Linked DNA regions of Mus musculus: regions 1 and 2 are each linked to region 3. The links are chromatin contacts, called in public Hi-C and Micro-C maps. All regions are on one chromosome and are shown on one strand. Each heading gives the region's core, a stretch centred on a gene start, on an enhancer-like site or on the middle of the called end of the contact. The rest is flanking DNA. Distances are from core to core; before and after follow the strand shown.

The links. Hi-C and Micro-C count contacts between places; a contact is called where the count stands out from the background.
Region 1: a Hi-C map of cerebral cortex shows a contact between it and region 3, with 2.9 times the contacts expected there. The contact joins two enhancer-like sites. A contact is called at or near these places in 18 of 484 Hi-C or Micro-C datasets (adipose-derived mesenchymal stem cells, cardiomyocytes, cerebellar granule neurons and 8 more) and 1 of 115 datasets of contacts at active chromatin or transcription factors (astrocytes).
Region 2: a contact with region 3 is called in a Micro-C map of palatal mesenchyme, with 1.8 times the contacts expected there. The contact joins two enhancer-like sites. A contact is called at or near these places in 2 of 484 Hi-C or Micro-C datasets (palatal mesenchyme and uterus) and 1 of 115 datasets of contacts at active chromatin or transcription factors (embryonic midbrain).

Annotation. Positions count from the first base shown.
Region 1 is chr1:81,314,185-81,318,668 of GRCm38.p6, forward strand. The region is part of intron 6 of Nyap2 (neuronal tyrosine-phophorylated phosphoinositide 3-kinase adaptor 2); the gene reads left to right. Among named protein-coding and RNA genes, the nearest start is that of Nyap2, 240 kb to the left of the region's middle. Within about 2 kb of position 3,082, at least 14 of the 459 cell types and tissues checked have an H3K27ac peak or open chromatin away from gene starts, as enhancers often do. A contact at or near this core is called in cerebral cortex, where this site is marked.
Region 2 is chr1:82,040,323-82,044,690 of GRCm38.p6, forward strand. No RefSeq gene overlaps it. Among named protein-coding and RNA genes, the nearest start is that of Mir6344, 89 kb to the right of the region's middle. Within about 2 kb of position 1,324, at least 26 of the 459 cell types and tissues checked have an H3K27ac peak or open chromatin away from gene starts, as enhancers often do. A contact at or near this core is called in palatal mesenchyme, where this site is marked.
Region 3 is chr1:81,590,495-81,595,319 of GRCm38.p6, forward strand. No RefSeq gene overlaps it. Among named protein-coding and RNA genes, the nearest start is that of Nyap2, 520 kb to the left of the region's middle. Within about 2 kb of position 3,282, at least 153 of the 459 cell types and tissues checked have an H3K27ac peak or open chromatin away from gene starts, as enhancers often do. A contact at or near this core is called in cerebral cortex and palatal mesenchyme, where this site is marked.

The sequences.
Region 1 (4,484 bases), core at 1,832-4,331, 280 kb before region 3:
CATGCTTCTATCCTGATGTCACCAGGCAAGAGGGTGGCAAGCCACATGGCTACTAGGTCATGATCCAAGATAACAAACCATGTATCTCAAAAGTCAGCACATCCAGCAAATTCCCTTTTCTGGAAAGACAGGTGAATCAGTCTTACAAACATGGATTATTATAGCAAATTAAAATTATCTACAATTTTTTTTTAAAATCACACTCAATGAAGTTACAAATCCAAACAAAAAACAAAAAAACAAAACAACAACAACAACAACAAAAACCAAAAACCCAGAAAGTTAAAATTTTGACAAATGCTTTAGAGACAGCAAACAAAAACAAGAAAAAAGTGGAGGAAATTTAGAGAGTTAAACAGCTTGTCTTTTGTAACCTCTGTATGAAATAGGTTACTTCTTAGTTGTTTTCCACTGCAAAAATATCTTTCCCAGGGTGATTCTGATTTTCTGCATTTTTGCCCGTTGTGAAGTCAGGTGGCTGGCTTCTGGTCTCAGGATAGAGACTTTGGAGGAGTCTTTGAAACAAGCATGTTTGGGTCTGGGACAAATTGACCAAATTCCACCTTCAGAGTTAGCCTTCTCAATAAAGTAGGATAGCATAAAACAATGTTTTAATATCATTCTTACCCCAAAGGCATTTGAATCTCTTTAAGACTGAACCCAGTGATCTACATACCCATAACAATTTATGTGTATCTATAGATGAGAGCAGAGAATCTGTAATGCTTTAGCCTACAAAGTGGGATGCTGCCCTTATATAGGGACAGAAGTGATTTCCATAGTCAACTGCAAAAGCTGGGAAATGTAATCTCTCAGCAGAAAGCCACTGGAATCAGGGATCACCTCGTAAAACTGCTTTTACCAGTTTGAGTACTTGAGATGGAGTTCACAGAACCCACATATAGCAGGATGTACAGTGTGAGGATCTGTAGTCTCAGACTTCCTATGAAGAGACAGGAGGAACAGAAAGAAGAGACCCTTAAACCTCTTGAGCCAGGTAGCCTGAAATATGCAGTGAAGAGACTGCATCTCCCTTCCAAATACAAATCAGCTCTGACCCTGTGCACCTTGTAAAATCAGACAGGATAGAAAGAGTCAAGGTGTTATGGTCATAGACTTAACCCTGACTCAAACAAGATGGAAGATGCAGATCAACAACTGAATTTACCCTATGATCCCTATACATAGGCCATGGTATGAGTGAGCCCACATTCACATACATGAATATGTACATATACATATATGGACACACATATATACAAACATTATACATACCCATGCCTTAAAGTATATTTTTAAAGTAATTGAAAATAGGAACTGAAGAGATAGCTCAGCAGGTAAGAATCGATAGTGCTTCTGCACTGGACCCAAGTACAGTTGTCAGTGCCCACTTCAGATGGGTCACAAATGCCTGTAACTGCAGCCTCATGGGGACGGAATGCCTCTGACCTCTGTGGACACCTACACTCACGTGAACTGACCCACAGACATACAGAAACCCATACACATAATTAAAAATAATATAAACAAATCTTTAAAAAGATGAAAACAACAGAAATTAGGATAAAGAAGTCTAAGATGGAAATAAAAACATCAAGCTGCCTTTGTATTAATGATAAAAAGACATGGTAATAATTAATTATGTTCAAATTTCCACTGACAAGAGGAAAGAATATAAGCTGTTACTCCATTTTCTAGTTATATGCCTAGAAAAGGGTGAAGAGCCAAATGTTTAGATGAAACCATTCAATCCCTGTCACTGAAATGCCCTCTGAGGAGAGGGGTTTGTATAAAACCTCAGAGAGCGCCAGGGACCTGCCTTCATGAGACAATGATGACAGCACATTCACATGAAGACGTTGTCCCAGCGTGTGTACATAGCATTGCTGGTCCCCACTGTGAGATTTTCTGAACAAAATTGATCAACTCCTCTACCTAAGCCACAGTTGCTGTGACCCTGTCTCCCTGGCTTTGACCACGTACAAATAAATAAAGGAACAGAGACTGCTTTCCCTCTTAATAGCAGTCAGGTTGGACTAGAAGAAACGGGCACATGATGGTCTAAATGGCAATTTTATTAGATTTCGAGAAAACTTCGGAATAGTTCAGAAGGCGAGGTCATTGAACCTTTTATCGGAGGACCTTTAAAACTGTGATAGATTTTCAGAGGTAAAAATGACATCAGTGGGCTTCTTCCTGGCCAGTGGAAAGGGTAGCCGTGGGCTTTTCGACCTTTGTAACTTGGGTCTGTAGGAGATCCTAAACACTAAATACTCTTATTTACACACAGGCAAATGTTGACTGTTGTGAGAATGTGTATATTCTAGAACACCAGATAGGCGATTGTTCTAGGGGAGCAAGACGGGTTCTAGGGCCAAAAGGCACATGTGGCGTGAAAGCATTTGAAAGGGGTCTACCAGACTGGGACGAACCCAGGGGGAGGATGCGGGTAAGTAGAAGAGACCAGAGAGAGACGCAACAGAAGCAAATTTTGTTTGATAAATGACAACTTACTGTACATGAATATTTGATATGCTAATAAACATGTTTTAATGTCCACACCATTTGCATGGTTTTGTGCTGCCACAAGGGGGCAGTATTGCCTCAGCGTTTCCTCCTTACTGTCAGCTTTTTCTCCTAAAACCCTGCAGTAGATTTCTCAGCACTTGCTTAGGAAGCAGCAAGCAGTAATTTATCTTGTATTCTGTGTTGCAGAACAACAGGGATCTGGCTAAAGACCAGCACTTCTAAAATTTCTTTGTAACCATATATATAATGACCGTGGGTCTTTTATGTGTCAGTGAAAAATGCCACTTTTAGGAGGTGTGGGCCTCACCATAGCCTCGTGTGAATCAAACACATGGCCTTTTCAGTAATAGGATTTCAGGACTAACGAGGGAGTATTAGACCTGCAGGAGAGTCAGGAAGCTGAGGTTCCTTTGAGAATTGAAAGACTCCCCTGGCTCTCCAGCAGCTGGGCGGGAGGATGAAAGACCAAAGACATCTTTAGCCTTCTCTGTAGTCACGACCAGCAGCTCTGTCTCCATTTTGTGTTGAGTAGGAGGACAAGCAGCCTGCCTTCCCTGGTTCAGCTGGCTTGCAGAAGGATGCTCTGGCAGGTTTGTCACATGGGGTGCAGAGAGCCCCTTCATAGCAGAGGGAGTCAGGTGAAGCTACAGAGCCTAGGATCTAATTCTCCAGAGTGAGGTCGAAGAGATTTTCAGTAATTAACTGTCTATTCTGGGAGCTGCTGGGTAGTGCCAAGGAAGGATAAAACTAAGCCTTCCTTTCCCCTGGGGGAACTAGATGAGAAGACTGCGGCTCTCAAAGAGAGGCCAACTCACAAGGTTTGGGGCACTGAGTCCAGATTCACTCAGTGTTTGAGTGCTGAACATGTGCGTTTAAAGTGTCTTCTGAGAAGTCATGCTAAGAAGGGCTGTATACCCCTGTGTCGTCAAATGAAATAACTTGATGTCAACGTAAAACAGTGAGCACCTGTTATCTAACACACCTGTCTGGAGTGTTTGTTTCCCTTTGTCTAAAGCATAGCTAGCCTGTGGGAAGGGATATTGCTTGGGGAGTAAATGACAGGAAGTGTTTGCATTCATCTGTGCCCCCTTGAGACTGGGACCAGTCTCCATGAAAAGGGAAGGGGTGTGTTATGTTGTGACTCTGATTAGCTGGGGGAAATTCGGGACCTGTAATGTGACTTAAGCAGCAGATGCTCTCCATCGACCAGTGACCACAACCTCTCTGAGCCTTTCTCTTTGGGTTATCTGATTCCAGAAAGACCCTCAGAATTTGCTGTTAGTCAGTGGAAAACTGGACCATATGCTTGATGCCATGGGCCAAATCTGGTCTACTTTCTGGTCTTCTAGGAACAGTGCATTGGTAGAGAAGCTAAAGTTATATTTGGTCAGCGTAGAGTATGGGAATTTCTTGATACTGAGCATAGGAGAGTCATCAGAATTCAGGGAATTAAAAACTACTTTAATGTGGGAAGAGGTATACTTTAGTTCTTCACATAAGGCGAGTGCTCTAACATGACATGACAGCCCCCACCCATAGTGGCTATCACTTGGAAGTCATAACTCTAATAACATACTGATTGTAGAACCAATGGTGTTTTAGGTGAGGAGCAGTCTCAGTTGTATATATTACCATAAAGGAATGAAGTGTCTTTTAATTCAAAAGGAGAGTTAGCATTAATCCACAATTCTCATTGTTGAAACTTCAAAAGGATTTGCCTTCCCCCACAACCCATGTGCAGTAGCCAGTAATCTCCATACTTTGTTTGCTGACAGTGACAACATCTCCATTGCTGTGTTAAAAATTCAGAACAAATTGTGACCCCCATCTTTGGAGGTTGAGTTCTTTTCCATTCTTTTCTAAAATTTCATGGGAAAATGTCACCCTTCCCGTACACACTACATAGTATTTTATGTAGCAGTGAAAACAAACAAAAAAATGAAGATGTTTATTTC
Region 2 (4,368 bases), core at 74-2,573, 450 kb after region 3:
ACAGAAATGAAAGAGATGCTGGTAACACTGTTCACAGTAGCCTAAGTGTTTCACTGACAAGCTCACTAAAACAGGCAGTGTTGTGTACATGCACATGCATGCAGACACACAAACACACACACACACACACACACACACACACATACACACACATGCATGCACAAACACATGCACACAGATTTGTTTATGATTTCTCAGCATCCCATAATTTTGATAAGCATACAGCCCACAAGTCATAAACCTTTATCCACTAGCCCTTTACAGGAATAGTCGGCTGATGACTCAAGTAAGATTCAGTCTAACATTTGAGAAGTTGTCAATTAATCCTACAAAGGGATAAGGAAGTTACACAATAATGTGTTATGTATTGGTCTGTGGCCTAAAATGTGAAAGTATTTATAGATATGCATCTATGTATACTTTGCTCCATATCCTGAAAAAGTAATCCATTATCTTAATATTTAAAGTAACCTTTTCTGTTGAAAGTATTCCCTTAATGTAGTTAAAAGTATACATTTATGTACAAGCACACATTTTAAAAAGAAATACTCAGTTTAAATTAAATTATCTAACCTTCATAAAGTTGCTTCATCTCCCTAAGTTGCTTCGTCTTCCTATTCCTGTCTCTGATCATTGAAGTCGATAACAGTGTCTACCTCACAAGCTTGTGGAGGCAATAAGTGTAAACTTGTGTCCATGTGTGTACGATCAGCTTCTGTCATGTGATAGAAAACGGTTTAAGCAGAAAACACTGCAAAGCCAACCATCAGGAAAACAAAGTCTCTCCATCCAATGAGCTATTATCAAAGCAGAATTTGACGATTTTAGTGACTGGACTGGCTGAATATACATAGGCCTTTTGTAGAAATGGAAGCTCCCTTTGGTAAAACCATGTTTAGCCCTCATGTTTGGACATATGTAGCCAAGTTTTCACAGTATGAATGTAAAATATTTGGCTCATTTGCCTCAAGTGGTTATAACAAAGATTCTAAAATCATAATTCATCTGTCTTAGAAAATAACCTCCAGCTGCATATAGTAGTTTCTTCTTCCATTTCCTTAAAACCAAAGAAAACAGAATCTCCCTAAAAAAGCAATTCTTGTCTGCCAAGAATGTCCCATGTGGGCATCATTAAAGCGGAAGGTATGAGACATGAGATGTCAGCCCGACATTCTTCAGTTGTTCTCTGTCATATTTAGAGTGATAAACATTGTTTTGTCTATTCTAAGGCTTGATTTCTCTCCTGGTAAATATGATATTCCATTAAACCAGTCTGTGCTCGTGGTTTCACTTTGTCTCTTTTTAACTCCCTTCAGTCATTAAGCTGCCCAGCAGCCCTTCCAGATAGGAATGCAAAGGATATTTGAAAATAGCCTAAAACCAGCCCAAATTCCTATGGACTGAAAAACCTAGGAATGCATAAATTATATAAATTGTGTGTTCCTGTTACACACAGTTAAAATTATTGTTGGTGCCAGCTGTCTTTCTATCAAAGAGTCTGCTTTCATCTCTACTGAGCTAGCTCTGTCATTATTTAACATTGTTCTGTAACCCCTTCCACTTCTAGTCACCAAGAAGTGTACTCAGTATACCTTGGGGGGAGAAATGGAATTCAAGTGTGCTTCTTTGATTTCTTTGTTAATACTTCCATAGAAATTGTTGTATGATATGCAAACCATTTTAAATCTGCAGTTACAGTCAGAGAGATTACAACCTAGATAAACACATATCTAAACAGAACTCTAAAGGTTGCAAAAGGACCCTGATGTGTATGATACAGGCAGAAGCTGATTTTGTGGAAAACCAAAATATCCAGTTGATTTAATTAAAGAAAGGAGAAACATAGTTATTCCAGATGTCTGGCATCCTAGAGACCAAACACTGGAATGATTGATTGGATCTTTGACATGCCTCACCAGATGTTTTAGCCTCTTGGAGACAGCCTAAAAGGAAGGGATTGGGTTGGGATAGGTTTCAAATTCCTTCCTTCCTCCCTGGGTAGTCGTTGTGAATCTTTCTTATTTCTGATTTAGTCTCCCTTTCCCAGCTAATCTCTGCACCCGTCAGTAATATCCCTCACATTTTCTTTCAGACTGAATCTTAAAATATTTCAATCATGTAAGAAGCAGAAAACCAAATAGGAATGTAGAAACAATGTTATTCCTATCTCTTTGAACATTTGTCTTCATATTGCCTGGCCTCTGTGTTTTCTTCTATAAAATCCAAAGTGATTATTGCATCCCAGAAGCAGGATAAGAGGAAGCACTCTACCTGTAGTACCAAATCCAAAAGAATCTGCTAAAATCATAGAGGCAAGAGAGATATTCTCCTAAGGCATTATGATCCTGATTGCCCTGTAGTGGGAACATCCCTGTTCACATTGCCTATAATCAGCTTAACCCGTATTAAGTCGCTAATGAGTTGATGGTGAGATAAGCCCTTTCTCAAAGGAAATAAATTAGAAGCTGGCAATTACAGAAACAAAGGGAAGCGAGTTTAACCACTTTGCAGAATGACTCCTGGGGGTCTGTAGGTTGGACAGAGTTTTGAATGTTCCAAACCAGGCTTGGACCTGTGTGGAAGGCCAGAGGGATTCCCTTTGGCCTGAGTTTCCTGTTCTGGAAAACTATGTGATAACACTTTTCTTTTAGGTCTAGAAGGAACTTTGAAAACATTATCTGACAACTGGCTTAACAATTCTTTAAGAAATACCTTAAAACTCCCTTTTTAAGAGTCTGCAGGGACGACACATGAATCTACAACTATAGGCAGTGATCCAGCACCCAGACACTGAAACTCCAGCCTCACTCGGTTCCATGGTTGCCTCTGAAAATATGGTAAGATAGAAATACAGAATACCAATGCTGTGTTTCTTCCATTGAACATGGAAGTATTTTCTATAAAATACATAGTCAAGAGAGTCACTCATTGGATCAGTCTGTCAGTACCTTAATCTTTAAAGAGGGTAGTAGATAGAACAAGACCACTTAGGGTTCAAAAATTGTGTTGCAATCTCATGTATTTGAAGACAGGCCTTATAGAACCAAATCAGGAATTACTACTCAAAAAAAAAAAAATGAAACTATTCCTGCCTTGGTGGATCTCACTTCTAATCCTACATGTTGGGGCTTGGATGAATACCCTGAAACATCCATACACAAAGGTGTGGCTTCCCCGGGGTGTTCTTGTGATGTGAAGAAGTAGGAACTGCTGGGAAGAACTTGGATCAGTAAAGCCATGCCCTCAAAAGGACTATAAGACACCATTTGTTCACTGTGTTTGTGTTCAGCTGGAGAAAGGACCATTTTGCTCCCAAACACACACATGCCATTATCATCTGGGCCTTGGGATGGCAGACTGCACCAAACCAATCCTGAACTACATATACTCTCTGGACTTTGAACCTCTAACACATCAAGCCAAGTAGACCCTTCTGTAACCATAATTAATCAGGTATTTTATTGTACTCATATACACCATATATTTAGATTCATCTGCTTTCTTTATATTCTTATTCAACCATTGAACTCAGGTTCTTTGATATTTATTTATTTACAGGGATAGGAAGGGGTATACATGTGTGTGGTTGGTTAGTTAGTTCCTACTAGGGAATCTCCTGCCTCCACCTCAATTTTTCGGTAGGAACATTGAGACTATAGGCCCTTGAACTATGAAGCCCGATTTTATATGAGTTGTGAAGATCTGAATTCCAGTCCTCAGGTTTGTGAATCCTCAGGCAATTTGTACAGTTTTGTTGCAGGAAATATTAAAAAAGATAGACATGTTCCCTTGCTAGTGTCAGCAACTGGTGGCCCTCATGGCTCCAGTGAAACGTTCTCAACTGGGCAGTCTCTCTGGCCAGGAGCTCCTGAAACATCTGTACCCAACTTGTCAAATTCCCGTGGCAGGCCGTTGCCACACCAGCCCCACGCAAGGACCGCCCACCCCACAGTCAGCTGCCACAACACCCAGCAACCAGGTAGAAACAAAACTCTAGAAGCTTACAATTAATCAGTCAGATTTACATCAATAATTTCTCAATTAACAGGATGCCCACACAATAAATTCATGGACAGCAGATAATTGTACAAGCTGGCCACTTAGATTAAACAAGTTACCCAATTATTCTATCCCTATATGATACTATAGCTACCTGTGGCTATTTAAAACCATGCTGGATCTGAGTCATCGTTTGTCACCCTCCATTTTGCTTCCTTCTCTTTACCCGTCTCCTCCATCTCTGTCTCTACTACTCTTTGCTCTACCTCTCTTTTCTCTATCCAATCACAGGCTTCTTGTTGTATAAATAATTAAATTAATTAGACAGGGAAAATCCTGCTACACAGTTTGGATGCAATTAGTCTCCTA
Region 3 (4,825 bases), core at 2,032-4,531:
GAAAATTATACCTTTTCAGTGGGTAAAGAAACTTAACCCCAAATCTATCAGTTCCACAATAACAACAACAGAAAGTCATTTTGTAGATAACAACAGCTCTTCATGCTCTGAGCACTTTTGCTCCAGGAATAAAGGTTTAAACTAACTTACTTATACCCATATTGACAACTCGGGATATATACATTAAAAATGACATTTAACAAAGTTGTATATTAAAGAAGGCATTGCATTATGGAAAAAAACACTGAGAGAACACTCACTTGTCCTTTTGATATTCATGAATAGTGAATGATTTTATAAACAGTGATAGAAACAAGCATTCAGGTTTATTTAAATAAGCTTATATTGCATAAATTTACCATAACAAAATAATGTAAACAGCTTTTTGTAGATACCTCGTTTAAGAACAGGTTAAAACAATATGTGTATAATTGTGTATGAAAAGTTTGATCTATCAAATATATAACATGTGTATATACTCACACATATCCATGTGTAATGTGCATATAATGCACTTTACAGTAAATGTGTGCTTTATTTATTCACCCATTTAAATGTATAGAATAAATGGCAAAAGTACCTGTTTAAATTAATTAAAATAATTTTCTAAGAATACATGCAGTGCAAATTTTATTTAAAAATGTATGTGTTTTTTTAATCATCCATTTATAACTTATTTTACACAATTAATATTAGACATTTTATCTTTTATCTCTACTTGGATTCAATCTATTCTCTCGTAATAGAATACTCTGGTACAATATGAAAATCAAAGGTTGTGTGCTATTAATGGTAGTAGCTTATCTGTCTCAGTAGAGGAAGGAAAATTTGGAATGTCTGTGGAAAATATAGGATAGTTATAATGCTCCCTATCTGGGTATTTATTTATACACATCCCAATTAATCATTGGGCACTAGCTACTGGGAGGACATAGTATGTTTTGGAGTAAGTAGCTTTTCATCAAATGAGGAAAATAGCCAAAGCAACATTAAACTGAGAAGGCAGCCCTCTGTACCCACACAGTCGAAGGAGGAACACAGCTAGAAGATATAGTATGCAACATATTGAGTGTAATGGGCAAATGTGTGAACAGAAAATTCACACACACACACACACACACACACACACACACGTCAATAAGTAAGTTTTGTTAAACACAATCGTAATCAGAAAAAAAAATCTGGAAGAAACCTGAGATAATTTTTTCCTTAAAAATTGACAGTGCATTTTTAATCATTTTGAGATTTATTTTTGTTTCTGTGCATGGCTGCTTTGTCTGCATCTATGTCTGTGTTCCATGTGCATGTAGTGCCCGCAAAGGCCAGAAGAGAGTGCCAGATCCCAGGAACAGGAGTTATAAACTGGTTAGTCATCAGGTGAGTACTAGGAACTAAGCCTGCATCCTGACCTGGAGAACCGGACTGTCATCTTACCCACTGAACCATCGTTCCAGACCTGGAAGTGCTTTTTAAACTGAGGTATCATTTGAGAACACATAAATGAAAAAGTCTAGGCACATGCAAGTTGTGTCTTGGTCCTTCTGAGAAGTGTTTTGATGGTATCTATTAAGTTAAAAATTAACATGATTCTAGTGCATGTGGCCTTCATAGAGTTCCAATATGCATTTCAAAAATTTCTAAAGAATCAGTTTCAGCATTACTTATAATATTAATAAAAACTAGACATCACAAAATACAGTGTAGCTGTGTAAAGAATTAGACATATTTATAGCTTCCGATATAAAAACTTTCTGTCTCATAAATACATAAAATCGTCATATATATATGGAATTTAGATGTTTAAAATCTGTCTCATAAATACACAAAAATCAAGTTATATATATTTGGAATTAAGATGTTTAAATGTTATATGGTTCCATATATGTACACAAAAATAAGGTGCATATGATCATAGCATAAAATTTACTCCTTCTGGGGAAAGGAATAATTTGGAGCAAGTGGGATCTCATGGAAGATGCCATTGTTTTATATTGAATTTGGGTAAAAGCTAGTCTGTTTGTTGCTGTTAAATTGTTTTGCCTTGTAAACTTTTAGTGTAAAGAGGCAGACAAAGCTGTGGGCATACACATAGGTCCACATTATCGTGTACAAAAGTGTGTTCCACATCAGGCAAGACTTTTTAGACAGCTACGTTGTATTTCTGGAGACTGCACCTAATGCCCAGGAAGTCTCTTTGCTTCCCATGCCTTTGTTGTGGGACCAAGCCTCATGCTGAAGTTTGCAAGGCATATAGAGCTCTGCCCAAATGTTAAGGAGGACCCACATACAGGCCTCCTGGATAGGTAGGCATTTCTTGTCTAAAATATAGAAGGGTATTTTTACACCTTGCTCTGTTGCCCTTAGAAAAAGACAGATTCTCCCCAAATCACGGAAGTGTGTGTGTGTGTGTGTGTGTGTGTGTGTGTGTGTGTGTGTGTGTGGTGTGTGTGTGTGTACTTGATGCTTAAGGTTAATTACACCCAAGAAAGTTAGCTAGTGTCCCTTTGGGGGTGTGTCTGGATAAAAATGTCCCAGTCCTGGGCCATTCATTTTAGGATGCTGAGACGGTTTAATAAGTACAGTAACATTTGGGAGTGGGAGGTAGAATTTTCCTCTATAGTCATAAGGATATCATATAGGTGGTAGTGGAGGTGGTGGTGATGGTGGTGGGGTGGTGCTTCTGCTGCTGCTGCTGCTGGTGTGTGTGTGTGTGTGTGTGTGTGTGTGTGTGTGTGTGTGTGTGTGTGGTGTCCATGGAGAGGACTAAACCTGTACTGAATACCATTCTTCAAATGCAACTACACTTAAATATCCATATATTAAAATATACATGCCCATTTTCCGCTCCTACATAAAGGAGCCAGGCACAGGCCGGTCTCTTTCTAGTTGATCTTAATCCCTCTCCCCTTCAGCGTGGCCAGGAGCACCCCTCTCTTTGTAATAAATAGCTCTGAGAGCAAGACATTCATTCTGTCCCCTTTGATCACCTTGGAGCTGTCAGCTTGTGCTGCTGTTTGCCTCCCAGCTCTTGTTCCTGCCTAAAAGTGGAAGTAATGCCCCCTGAAAGAAATACCCTAGGTGTCCCGCAAGGCTGCAATCTATTTCTTCTTTTGTTGCATACGCCCCCTGGGGCCCGCCCTCCCAGCTTGAACAAACTCCTCTCTTCTTCCCCCCTCTCTATATCTTCGAAATTCTAGTTCCTTCTACAGACACTCAGCTGTGCTCCTGTGACGCCCCTAGGCCAGACTGTCTGAGAAGCTACCACCCTGCCAGACTGGGGAGGCTCCTCCTGGCTCCTCCTCCTTCTGCTAGTCGCAGACTCCGCAGAGCTCCGCACTGCAGGCTTTTGTGGTCACGGATCCTACAATCTTCATCAGAGAAGGCTAGCATCATGTCCCTGTAACTTAACCAGCAACTGATCTCCCCTAAATGCCCTCGTTTCCCTGCATTGACTAGAGACTTGGGATGCCTCCTCCCTCCCAGGAACTCCTTGGGCTGGCATTAGGGGCCCCCAATTTTGCAGTCAGCGTTTGAGTGGTGGGGAGTGGCGCTGAGATCGGGCTCAGCTGCAAGCCTTTGCTGATGCAGGGCTGGGAACACATTTGCAAGCTCTCTTCCTGGTTTATAGCGGAGATTATAAGCAATCTGTCTCCTCTCTTATCATCGCGTCAGGCCTGTTGTATAGTTTGTAAATATTGCTCAAGTGAAATAATTTGCAAAAGTAAACAATTGGGAGAAAAGAATATGGACCGTGAGGTTTGTCTTTAATGTATTTACAGGACAGGAAAGGGGTCTGGGATGAGAAAATTATGGGGTAGAATGGGGAGGGGAGGGAAGAAGAGGGGAGAGTTGACGACCAGAATGCTGATGATTCTGTGATGGCGACATAACTAATTAACTGTAATGTCGCTTAAAAGCTTCTGGCTCTCCCTGACATTGTTCGAAAGTATGCATTATTTTAAAAAGAGCTAAGATGTAGGGGGTGGTTGAGTGGCTTTAAAATGACTGAATACCACTCATTGTGCTGGATAAGAAAGAAAGAAAGAAAGAAAGAAAGAAAGAAAGAAAGAAAGAAAGAAAGAAAGAAAGAAAGAAAGAAAGAAAGAAAGAAAGAAAGACGAAAACCGACAAACTGCAGTGGAAATAAATACAGCATTGCAGGTTGGTGTGTGAGGCTACAGCTGGGGAAGCCAGGGCTGTTAAGTGGAAAATTCCTGAAGAGGACATATTTCTGTTTCCAGTGGGAAGAAAGAGAGTGTTGTTGGGAGCTGGCAGTTCTTTATAAAATACAAGAGTACCATGATGATGACCAAACGACCTAACTGAACTGAGAGAAATTAACCAAACAAATAGCTTTACCTGTTATACTGTATTCTTAGAGACTGCCACAGTCTCCTTTCTGGTCCCCTGGGTCTAGACAGAAGGGAGGAATGAAGAGGCTAAGAGAGCTGACAGACAGCAGAAAACTGGAGTGGGGTGGGGGTAGGGGGTGGGGAGTAGGGGTGCCTTTGCTCCTGAAACAAACACATACTCAGAGAGCCGGTCCTTGGGTTCTCAATACTGAGAAACCAGTGTTATCTGGAGGATGCCCATTGTAGGAACACTCTTGTTGGTCCTGAGAGGACTTTCCCAGAATTCCTGTTTAGGGGAACTTCAGAGAGATGTCACTGCCATCCCTTCAAGGGTAGTTTAGATTGCATCCCTAAGATGCAAAGAGAGGAGAGCAGAAAGCAGGTCCTCAGCGATGCCCCACCCCCGACCCCCGTGAAAGTTCCTTGTACACTTGGAGAGCACATTCCGTCTAAGGCATCCTGCTGCAGAGAAA